Regions from separate parts of the Gasterosteus aculeatus genome. Here region 2 is linked to region 1. A link is a contact called in public Hi-C data. All regions are on one chromosome and are shown on one strand. The core of a region is the stretch at or near the end of the contact, and the rest is flanking DNA. Distances in the headings are between cores, read along the strand shown. Region 1 holds the start of LOC120832906 (eukaryotic translation initiation factor 5A-1). Region 2 overlaps LOC120833150 (glutamate receptor ionotropic, NMDA 3B).

The links. Hi-C and Micro-C count contacts between places; a contact is called where the count stands out from the background.
Region 2: a contact with region 1 is called in a Hi-C map of skeletal muscle, with 4 times the contacts expected there. The contact joins the enhancer-like site here to the promoter of LOC120832906 in region 1. A contact is called at or near these places in 2 of 6 Hi-C or Micro-C datasets (both in skeletal muscle).

What each region holds. Positions count from the first base shown.
Region 1 is chr15:11,411,439-11,416,994 of fGasAcu3.hap1.1, reverse strand. It overlaps LOC120832906 (eukaryotic translation initiation factor 5A-1), which reads right to left and starts at 1,958. Exons shown (of 5, transcript XM_040199592.2): 1 at 1,808-1,958; 2 at 657-824; 3 at 453-557. The coding sequence starts at 818. slc2a2 (solute carrier family 2 member 2) reads right to left here. Exons shown (of 12, transcript XM_040200481.2): 8 at 5,170-5,250; 9 at 4,834-4,938; 10 at 4,600-4,701; 11 at 3,978-4,181; 12 at 3,253-3,881. The coding sequence ends at 3,678.
Region 2 is chr15:11,553,056-11,559,183 of fGasAcu3.hap1.1, reverse strand. LOC120833150 (glutamate receptor ionotropic, NMDA 3B) reads right to left here. Exons shown (of 12, transcript XM_040200024.2): 10 at 5,397-5,561; 11 at 3,932-3,999; 12 at 1-2,997. The coding sequence ends at 2,886. Among protein-coding and RNA genes, the nearest start is that of LOC120833109, 6.3 kb to the left of the region's middle. Within about 2 kb of position 2,708, at least 2 of the 9 cell types and tissues checked have open chromatin away from gene starts, as enhancers often do.

The DNA of each region.
Region 1 (5,556 bases), core at 709-3,208:
GGGAAAATAAACCTATGAAAACAGCATTGGGTGCCAACTCAATTTAACATTTAACCACAAAACTAAAACTAAATCTAGGTCTTCCCTCTTACTCAATAGGCAGGGCAGGAAAAAAAAAGCTTGTTGGCCAAGACAAAACTTGTCCATCCAGTTCTAAACCGGCACATTTGTTCACAATCACTGAAGAGACAGCTTAGCTGTAACGCGCCCATTTAGTAATGAAAAAGGTATTCACCATTTCACATCACACATTCTCATTAGGACGAGGTTGTCTAAAATTCAAAAGCACTTTGGGAAATAGATGCACTGGTGGTATTTTTTTTAAAAAGAAGTGTAAAACAGCAAGCACTGGTCAGGGCAACTAGTTTTGCCTTCCAGTAGAAACGAGTTTCAACAATTCACTCTGTAAACGGTGCGTCGCCCCACCGAGAGATCCGAACAAGTCATCTCACCTGGTAGTCTTTCCTTGTGACATGTGGGACATCCATGTTATGGGTAGATGGGCAGATATCTTCATACTTCTTCTGGGTAAAGATGTCAAGTCCAGTAAGATGAACCTGTGGAAACACCATAGCCAATTTAATCTGGTCTCAAGAGTCAAGCATTAAACATATAATAAAGTACTGAATTCCTAGCGATGTGCAAGGAGGTCTTACCTTGGCATGTCCGTGTTTGCCGGTCTTGGATGTGCTCATTTCCATGATCTTACAGGGACGCCCTTTGATCATGACGAAGCCATTCTTCCTTAAAGCAGAGCACTGCTGTGGGAATGTTGAGGAGGCCCCAGAGTGCCCACATTCAAAATCCTCATCTGCCATGATGTGCTGACGGGGACAACACAACAACAACACAAACCTGCTGTTATAGCAGCGCTGCTTACATACAAGGAGGCGTGTGGTACTGAGAACTGACGTTAGTGCAAATTATATTATGATAATCGTGTGGAGGATGGAGAGCCCAGATTTGTATAACTCAATTGTCCACATGGAACAACCAGCGTCGACACCTCAACCGCTGTCAGAAAGGAGTCGACAGCTGGAACCTCAAAAAAAAAAAAATCTATATCCTGACATCAAACAGGGAGACGGCAACTTGGCGCGTTGCTGCACGTGACTCAACGTTTAACGTTTATCTTTACAAACGGTCGTTGAACGTGGTTTAATGCGTGCGTTTATTTCCCCACACTTCTTTACAAACAATGGCGCAAGGCGGGGCACCCGCGTCTCACTGACCAACTATCCGCACGGCTAACTGCTACCGCCAATTGCTTTCGTGTCGAGGATACTTGTCGCCATGTTGCTGCCATCGCGAATATTCTTCTACGCACTGTTTTGGGAAGGGGACAAAACCCGGGAGAGTGCCTCCATGCTTTAATGTAAAATTGGTTCAAAACAACGTTTTAAAGAATAGCTAGGGTAGCTCGTGTTATTAAGCTAGCATCTCCATTACCGAGTAAGCTATGTTACGTGGCAGCTGGGCCAAATGGGGCTAGCATACGGCAGTAAGCTAGCATCACGTTCCCACCTCGTGTGTTTTGTCATCGTTAGCCACATTAGCTTGCTACATACATCCACACCAAGTGCCGCGGACTAACCACACCGCTGCTAACGCTAGCTAAAAATACTGCGCGAACTTATTCCCATCGCTTACTAATCATTGAGAAGTAACTAACTAACTATCGAGGCAACAGAGGGTTCTCGGCATTGTGCTTTTGCATAACGCGTAATTGTCCCGCAAAACATTAGTGCTATTTAACGTTAGCTACATGTTAACAAATATAACTTTTAAGCGCATACGTTTAGCTTACCTTTTGTCTTGCTAACAAAAAAAGGGACAGTCAGTTCGCATGCGTAGAGGTTTTGTACCGCAGGAGGAGCAGAGAGGGCAGGTACGGGCTGCGATGACGATGCGCGTGCAGGGGGAGGAGCGCGCTCACGCGGACCCCGGGACCAGCTGTATGACGGAAGCTTGTTTTACCACTGTGAAGAAAAATAATATTTTATATTATTATATATAAATATATTATAATATTATAAAAAATAATTTATCTCAGTCTATGTATATATTTATATTTTATATATATATATATATATATATATATATATATATATATATATATATATATATATATATATATATATATATTATTTCAATGATACATATAATGTATATTATTTATTATTATGGTAAATCGTAATTGTGACTTATTATCTCATTATCTTTCAATTAGTTTTTTTTAAATCATTTTACTGACTAATACGATATTTATCTTTTCATCACAGCGGCAGGAATGGGCTTCCATACTGTACAGAACTATCCTTAGAACTTACAGTCACTGCTTAGTTTAACTCCATCACAATTTTCGATTTTACATTCAAAACCCATCGTTTTATAATAGCTGTACATTAAACCACCCAATATAATGTACAATATTTGATATTATGTCCATTTTTTGCTGCCGGATGCTGTGTAACAGAAACTGTCCTTGGGTTGGTAAAGCTGAGTTATTGCAGACCCCTAATCCTTCTTTTCCTCAATTTCTCTTGATGTGGATCTTTTCAAAGTCACTTGCTTTAAAGAAATGAGGATTCCCTAAAGTACAGGCACTATTGATTGATAACAAAACATACAAAGGTTTTTCTTTCCTAAAACACCCCAGCAAGAAAATAAAAGGTTAAATTACATAATTTGATTATATGGTTCAAGCCAGTCAATAACAAAAGCACATACATATTTTTTCAATACTTTTATTCCTACACTTAAAAGTCCACAGTCAATTCATGTGAGCTGGAGGCTCCAAGTGTCGACATTCATTTAGTGAGTTATTGGATCACTGTTGGCTGTAATGTCAGAGAGGAATGGCTGTACTTGCCTGCCTCAGCCGTTTTAAAGTTAGTATAGACAAATATCCCCTCTTTCAACAAAAGAATGTGAAAAACGCCTAAAAGTGATATTCATACATACGCATACATACACTTTTTAAAGGGAAGGCCAAACACTCAAGAGAAGTAGCATTGTGCAAAATGCATGTGTGTGTGTGTTTGGCTTGTGATATTTCAAAACAGAAAATGATGGAGGAGTAAATAACAAAAAAAAAATATTGGCCCGGTAATTCCACCGTTCTATTTTTGAACTGAATTTTTTTTTAACATGGGAGAGACAAGTTGCAAAAACAACATGGACAAACTTGATGGCAACTTGCTGCCCATTTACAAAACCAGCAAACGTGTAAGCATTCATTTGGGTTTGAGATTTTGGTCAACTGATGAATTTATACACAACCAGAAGGCTCCTTTCTGTATCTGTCTCTTTAGCTCCTACATGCCCTGCTACGTTCACTGCTCACTCAGTAAGCTTGTCTGGACACACGTCTGGTGCTGAGCAACGACATTAAGCTACAAGAGCAGTTTAATTGAACTAGAAAACTTAAACCTGAAAACTACAACAATAAAAGAGGCCATAAATCTCAGGGGAACCGCAGTCGGGGCAAACTTCTTTGTCGGCTCAACTTAAAAAATTGTAAAGTCTGGTTTAAAGTCTCCTTAATTCACCAAGTAACAAGCTACAATATTACATGGACAAATCGGACGTATATCGCTTGACGTTTGAAATACTGACAGTGAAACACGCCCTCGCACATGCAAACAAATAGACCACACCAAAGCGCCCGTGTTGTTTCACGCATCTGTCGATGTTTTGAGCTGCTGCAGTTCAGTACCATCTCCGGGGGGGTTTGATGACTTTTTCCGGTCCTTGTTGAAGACTCTGGCAATCTCCTCAAAGCTTTTGCCCTTGGTCTCGGGGACCCGAAAATAAATGTAAACAGTGAAGCCGAGAAGCAGCACAGCAAACAGGATGAACACGTAAGAATCCAACAAAGTCTGAGAAACAAAGTAAAAAGAAAAACACAAGAGTCAGGAGTTTTTGGGATGTTATGATTTGACAGCACGTATGTGTCTCCGTGATATTCTGCCTACCTGTATGTATTGAAAAGTCATGGCTATGAGGAAGTTGCTGCTCCAGTTGCAGCAGCCAGCCAGAGCGATGGCTGCAGGCCGAGGCCCCTGACTGAACAGCTCGGCAACTATGAACCATGGGATGGGACCGGGACCGATTTCAAAGAAACTCACAAAGAGGAAGACAGCTGACATGCTGACGTAGCTCATCCATGCGTATTCATTCTGGACAGAAGAGTACATCAGTCAGGGTGATTCTGGGATTAGTTAAAATGATTAAATGCATCATAACATGTCATGCACATGGGCATAGAAACAAAACAGATCAAACTCCATCTGCTGATGAAAAACATGAGGTGAGGATTTTCTTTCCTGTTAAAGTCATGAATGAGCTTCTGCGCTCATATTGACAATTTATATCAAATATGTGATGAATATGAACATTTTCCAACTAGGCTTACACAGATGTTATGGTGAGCAATACAGCATTTGTTAAAGAACATTGAGTTAAGTTATATCACAAGTCAGTTAACAGATAAACTATATTGCAGGCCATGCGAATACACATGAGCGCCCCCTAAGCAGATGAAACGGTAGCCCGAGTCCTCGACGGACTAAAGCTCTGACACTGGATTTAACAAACCTGTAATTTGAGGCCCACTGTCATGGCAACTGCACAGCAGCACATCCCTCCTAGTCCAACCAGAGTCAGAGTGCGCCGGCCAGCTCTGTCTACCAGTGCAACCTAGAAGATACAATGCACACAGGCGGGGTCCTTGTAAGTGTGCGCTTGGAGGTAAATGCGGTAAGAAACAGTAGAATGTTCATGGTTTAACGCCAACGGGTGTCCATTTGTTTGGCATCTGCAGCTACTCACAGACAGTAGAGTGAAGAGCGTGTTGATGACTCCGACTCCTATAGTGGCGAAGACTGGCTGAGCGACGCCGGCCCGGGCGAAGATAGCCGTAGAGTAATAAAAGATCTTCAAGACAAAAGGAGTGCAATTTTTGTTCGTAATTACACAGCGGTTTGTTAGGTTGCTTAGCACACAACAGAGCAATACACATCTCACGCTCAATGGATTTGTCAGCACATAAAAGAAAAGTCCAGTCACTGTTGACAATGAAACTGCTATTTTAACGTATTCAAATCCATGTATTTTGTTGATTGAACTTAAGCAAACCGAATTGCTCAGTGTTAATTTGCCACTCACTGCATTGATACCGGACAGCTGTTGGGAGAGGTGCATCATGAGGGCAACAGACAGCTGCTGTCTGTACACAGAGGAGCGGATCTACGAGGGAAAACACAGCATTACTTTATTCAATGTTTTTTTTAAGATGCAAAACACACGCTTTATGTTTTTTTTAAATCTTGTTCTATCTTTCTTGTCCTTTAAAGTATTAGGAAAATTAATGTTTATTTTATTGTTTCCTGTTATGCATGAAATAAGTGTTTAAATGGGATTTATAATTGCAGAAATCCTGATTTTGAGTGGGATGCTTGTTTTTAATGCATTTGCAGCCTTTTAATATTGATTTGTTTTAGAAAGCGTCTTTCCCATTTATCGAATACTCTCTAAAACCAAATATTATATTAC
Region 2 (6,128 bases), core at 1,459-3,958, 140 kb before region 1:
GAGTCCCAACGTATTCAACCTGTGTGTCAGAGCCTCCTCTCCTCATCACTGACATGGAGCATGAGAAGTTACTCACTTAAGAAAAAACAAAGAAAGCAAAAAAGGCTGCGTCGTAGTGGAAATGGTGGAAAAGTTTACATCTATTTCAATATTTAACAATGCTAAAAAGCAACAAAGGAAAAGGCATTAATTCTCTCCGATCTGCCGGGCGCCCGTAAATTATAGTCAGCGTTAATTCATGCGCAACACACTCACTGAGCGCAAAATTGTTGCTAGACTCATAATGAATTACTTCAGTAACGGATATGGTGAGCAAATGAATGTAACTGCTTTGACCTGTTTGAGTTGATGATTGAAGGTTCAGGAAAACGACTTTGAGGTTGTGATAATTTTCTGTGGTTTTTCATTAATCCGAACAAACAGAATGTCGGGCTGTTATTTCTAACCGTTTGAATGAGATAGAAGAACCACCATCTTTGAAAATATGCTACCTAGACAACAACTACAGCACTTTGGAAAATGAAGACACACAAATAACACAACTCTGACTGGAGTTGCTGCAGCTACTGATGAACACATCACATGTTAAAGAAGCGGTAATGATACGGATCATCTGTGTTTGCAGCAAAAAATAAATACCACCAGCAAAGGGTTTTGATTTGAATTAAAGGTGTGTTGCAGTGGTTTAGCATATTTCCATTTATTCCTGTCCTTGTGCCTGAAGTATTATCTCCAGCTTAAAACACTGGATCATTGATTCCTCCACAGAATCTGTTTATTAGACTTGATGTGGAGGAGGTTCACCCGCCTCTCCGCTCAGAGAGCTGTCTCCAAATTATTATTCGTCACCAGGTATTATTTTCTTAGACTTAAGAGCTCAAGCTGACATTCCACTAATGCTTTCACATGCAGAGTTACACCCCCCATATGAACAGTTAACGTCATGGAGTTGCCCTTCATGAAATACAGTTTGTAATGAATAGAATAGAATAGAATGATGCAATGTGAAAATGTGGCCAAGACAATTTAAGTGGAATGGGACTTTGTGTTAACTGAGTCCCATAAAACGGGTTGTATATTTAGGTAAATGGGTTCTGTTAATCTGCATTTTCCAGCCATAATATGATGAATTTTTGCATAACCTGTCAAATCACCGGGGTAATTAGCATTTGTATAATTTAGTTTTTACACATTTTATGAGAGTGGGATTTTGTAGTAACATATCACATTGGAGTATTGGTGTTGTAGTGGTGATGGCAGGATAATACACCCAAGGATACTAGGTGTTCAAACAAAAAAGCGTATTTTTTTATTTTATGGCACCTTAAGGTACATTGATTAAGGGCTGTGCCACTATTTCCTCACAGTTTTCTTCCTTATCATTCACATTTCTGTGAAATGTTTACTTGAATTTCTTAAAATATATACTTTTTTTGCATCTTTACCTCCGGCTCCTGGCATTCTGTTTAGACGGATGTTCCATTTGCATTGTCAAAGAGTTCAGTTTGGTGTTTTTATCACATAGGTCTAACTTAAATTTCCCTGTGCTCTTTTTGCGGGTATCTATGTGCTTGGGGGTCTCTTTTTCCAGTGTAAACGGACATATTATTATTCATCTTTTAGTCTTTTGTTCTTGGACGGCTATGGTTTACAGTATCAAACACAACCCTTTGATTAAACACTGTTCTTTTTCATCATTGCTGGATTAGCCGTATTCTATTCTGAGCTGGTTGTCCTCTGATTTTTCTTAAAATATTCTGATATTTTGCAGAAATTATATTGGCTTTCGTTCCAGAATATTTGATTGCTGATTGATGGTTTTACTGAGTAATGTAGTCATTTAAAAGTTTTTTTAATTGCAGTTAAAGTTTTTTAGTCTGAATTTTAAGCAAGTGTGAAAATTATTAGGTTGGATTAAGTGATGTTGTGAGTTAGAATATAGTGTTTTTTTCTTCCAAGCGTCCCCTAAACCTGCCCCATTCCAACAAGGCTATCTTCCCACGGCTATGCAATTACCAACTGCACTTCTCTTTTCTACGCATCAAGTCTCACTGCCTCCACTCGACTGGTTGGCTTTTGTCCTCTCCAGAGTGTTCAGAGTGCGTGACAGGTTAGCCATCTGTCTGTCCAGGCTAGAAGTGTTCCGTGATTGCACAGGTTCGTTTCCAACTCCTTGTTGGTTGACTCGACTTCTTTCCAAACTGCTTGAAACGCGTGACTGGACAGTCCTTTCTGCCGCCAACGTGTTCACAGAGCTTAACTGGTTAGCTCTCCCTCTGTCCAGACTGTTAACCGTGTTCAATTGGCTGCTTCTCCCGTGCTCCAGAGTCCAGGGGCCGCCTGATTGGTTCTCTCTACCCGCTTGTTGATTATTCAGGGTCTGCAGTTGGCTGGTCCTGTCTCTCTCGGGGAGTTTGGGCTGAGTGGAGCTACTCCTGTCCGTGTGAATAGTTTGTATCCTCTGTCTGTCCCTTTCCCTCTCCAGACTGGTATCCCTGTGCACGAGCCCGCACCTCTCTCTCTCCAGGCTGCTCTGGATCTCTGCTCTCCTGGCCAGAGCCTCTCTCAGCTGGGTGCGGAACGTCTCGATCTTGCCCTGCAGGTCCTGGAGCTCCCCCTCCCACAGGCTGGTCTGAGCGGCCCTGCTCCCCAGAGGAGAGAGCACCAAGCCCGCGGAGGCCAGCGAGGAGACGGGGCCCCCGTTGGCCTGGAGGTTGATCCGTGTAGGGGAGCTAACGCGCCCAAGGCCTCCCAGCCCCCAGCCTCCCAGGCCTAGCCCGGGACGGCCGACCATGCCGGGCCGGCCGCGCACCGAGGCGGTGTGCGTGCGCAGTCGGTAGCTGTGGAGGGTTTCCAGGTCAAAGTGCACACGTTTCTCCTTGGGCTCATGGGAGGGTGAGGAGTTGCAGGTGTCTCCGGCTGTGGTGGAAGCAGGGAGGGATGTGGGAGGAGATGGGGGAGGAGGCTGATGCTGCTTCCTGTGTAGGGTGCAGTTCTCTGAGATACAAGAGGAGGGGCTAGTGAAAGAGAGGAAGATCACAGCAAAAGGGCTTATATGCAGTGAGATATGCTGTACAGCAGTATACATGGATACATTTTACAAACACAAAATGTTTACAGTTGATGAGTGCAGTGACATCTGACATTTAGATGTATCAAACCTCCATATTGCGTTTCCACTAGAACATACTTACATACTTAAATACGTACTTTAAAAAATACATATTTTGCTCACATCTGCATGAATTAAAAGCATGTCTGGATCATTTTACATTTTTACAATATGAGACCTTTAAAGCACTTATTTTGTCTTGAATAGAATTTCATACATGACGCTAAATAAAATATCATGTGTGTTGCCTGAAATATTCAATCTAAAGTAATTTTGATTATAAGTAACAGAAGGGAAAGGGTGGCTGTTTCCACATGTTTCTTATACAATTAAACTTGTTTTAACGTTGAGGTTTGACATTTTGGGGAAAATGCTTATCTGCTCTATCTCAAAGAGTCAACTGAGAACATCGATAACAATTCGTACGTTAATGTTGAGGCGTCAGCAGCTAAGAACGGATTGAATAAATAAGATATAGCGTGTAAATCAGAGAGCTTGAAAGTGCTGGTAGACATATTTTGTTATCATATAGATGGAGCCTGGATTTCCGTTTCCCAAAATATCAAAGTGTTCCTTTAAGAGTTTTAATAAGTTAGAGGCAGTTTCCTGACAGTCAGATTTTTGCAAAAGCAAAGACACATTTGATCCTAAAAAGACCTGAAACGACTTTCTGACATAGTCCAACTTGTAATAACTTATTTTGGGGTGTTTAAAATCCCAAAACATTATTATTACATTATTTTTTAGTTTTTTCTTGGAACAATTTAATGGAAGGGAACGATCACGTGTGTGGATGAGGTCAGGTAGTGACTTCATTACTTTTGGTCGAGGTCGGTCAGCTCCTTCCCATCATCCTCGTATGTAGTGTGGAGGGCTCTGTGAATCTTCTGCAAGTAGAGAGGAGGAAAAAAAAAATGCTGATTAGTATTATGAAATGTGTTATCACTTACTCAGCTTCAGCTCTTAAATTAAGAGATGATTTTAATTTCTGAGATTCTCATTATTTTACAATTGTACAGAACATTACTGACAGCTTATTCTCTCAGCCGTGCTGCCGTGCTCCTCTGAACAACCTAATTCAATTAGTAAATTCAGTGAGAGAGTTCTTCTATACTTAAAACGCGTCAATTAAGGCATCAGTAAAGCTTTTGGGGATTTAGGTCCCAAGCTTTTGTGAGATTGCGAAGGACTTTCCTCACCAAACTCTTGAGGTGGAAGGTATGACTCTGCTGAAATTCCTCCTGATGTACAGTATATTTGCCTGAGGATATCTGGGGGAAAGAGCCGTTTACTTTAGGTAAGGATTATCCTGAAGGAGCGACTCGAGGTCATCCTCTCAGATCACTGAGCTGGCTTGTGATGAATGTTAACAGCTGCCCTGGAGTGGTTGCCCTTTTAGAGGGCTGTAACAAACAGCAGTCTTGATAGCCATTATTCACTGTGAGATATTGCCATGGACATCTCATTTGGTAACTACTAGACTTTTGAAAAAACAAAACAAAATATGACCTTTAAATCCCCAATTAGTGTCTCTTGTGGTGCATGTTGTCTTGAAGGCACCAATTCTCTAACAGACTTATCGCAAAAAGCTAAAATCTTGTTTATTATTTTGCTTTGTAACCTTTTTTTCTTTTAATAACTACTGATTTAAATTGCATGTTAACAAAGTATATTTTTCAAGTATGTTGCACGCAATAAAACGTGATATAAGACAACAATCTGTATTAAAAGACATATTTAAATGTAACATATTTAGTATCTGAAATTCAGATATGTGTGAAAACTATTTACCAACCGATTGCCTCACAGAGAATAAAGCGCTGCAAAGGGTAACAGTTTAATAACTTTTAACTTAATTAAGTTATTAATTTAAGGTATAATGGTAATGCTACAGAGCGCAATTAAATAATGAATTACTTTAATTAACAAAGGGATAATTAGCATTACATTGAGCTTAAAGTTTTAACAGTTAAACTGTTATCTGTTGAATATCCATCTGATATGAGGTTTTAAGATGTTAGTTTCCAACAGTAGAGGGCGCAGGGTCCCCAGAAGATGAGAGTGAACTCCTGGGGAAGCCTCACCAGCAGCAGCGTGCTGGTGCTTGTGTGTGTGTGTGTGTGTGTGTGTGTGTGTGTGTGCGCACATGACTGCTCTCATGCGCGTGTGTCTTCGTGTGTGCTCACACACATGTGAGTAACGTCACGGCTACGCTTGTGCGTCTTTCCTGCTCTGTGCTTGAGCAAATGCAAGCAAGTGTGTGAGAGAATGTGCGTCCACTCACCTGGCTGGTGTGCAGCCAGTACTGCAGTGTGTGCGTGCGTCGGAGGCGAGGGATGACCAGGTGATAGAAGGTGTGTTCACCTGCCAAGGTCAGCAAGGCTCCGCCCACCCCCATGCACAGCAGAACAAACAGGCCAGAAAAATGCTGGATCCCCATCTGAAGAGTCTGGGAGTGTGATGGCGCAAAGAGAGGAGAGAGAAAGAGGTTTTTAGGGAGGGACGCAGATTAGTGCAGACCCGAGCCGACGCAGAAAAATACAGGGATTGATGTTTCGTATTTACATAATTTCCATTTAGGCCACTTTTTGTAAACATGCCATTGATATTCAGCTGCTGTACATCTGGTTTGCCTGTGAAAGCACACAATAACACGAATAAAGAGGAGCAGGCAACAACGTAAAATACACGATTGTAAAAGAAAAGGATGCGAGGGAATGAACAGCATAAAGAGCTTTGGGGGAAACTGATAGTAACTGAGAGGGACAGCAGCTAAAGGGGTGACGGTTAAAAGAGATGATGGTTAATTGAAGAGCAGTTTGTTCACATTTGGTTTCGCCCACATTCCCCTTGACATAATGTCTTTCTCTTATGAGCCTTTCATGGGCCCGGAGGAAGTGGAAGAGACAGCGGCGAGCTTTTCCAATAGCCTCTAATCAGGTTTCCTTCACCCGCCTCATTTCGCCGTTGCCACCGATGGCAATTAGCCCCATGCTGACTCTGCAAATCCATCAGC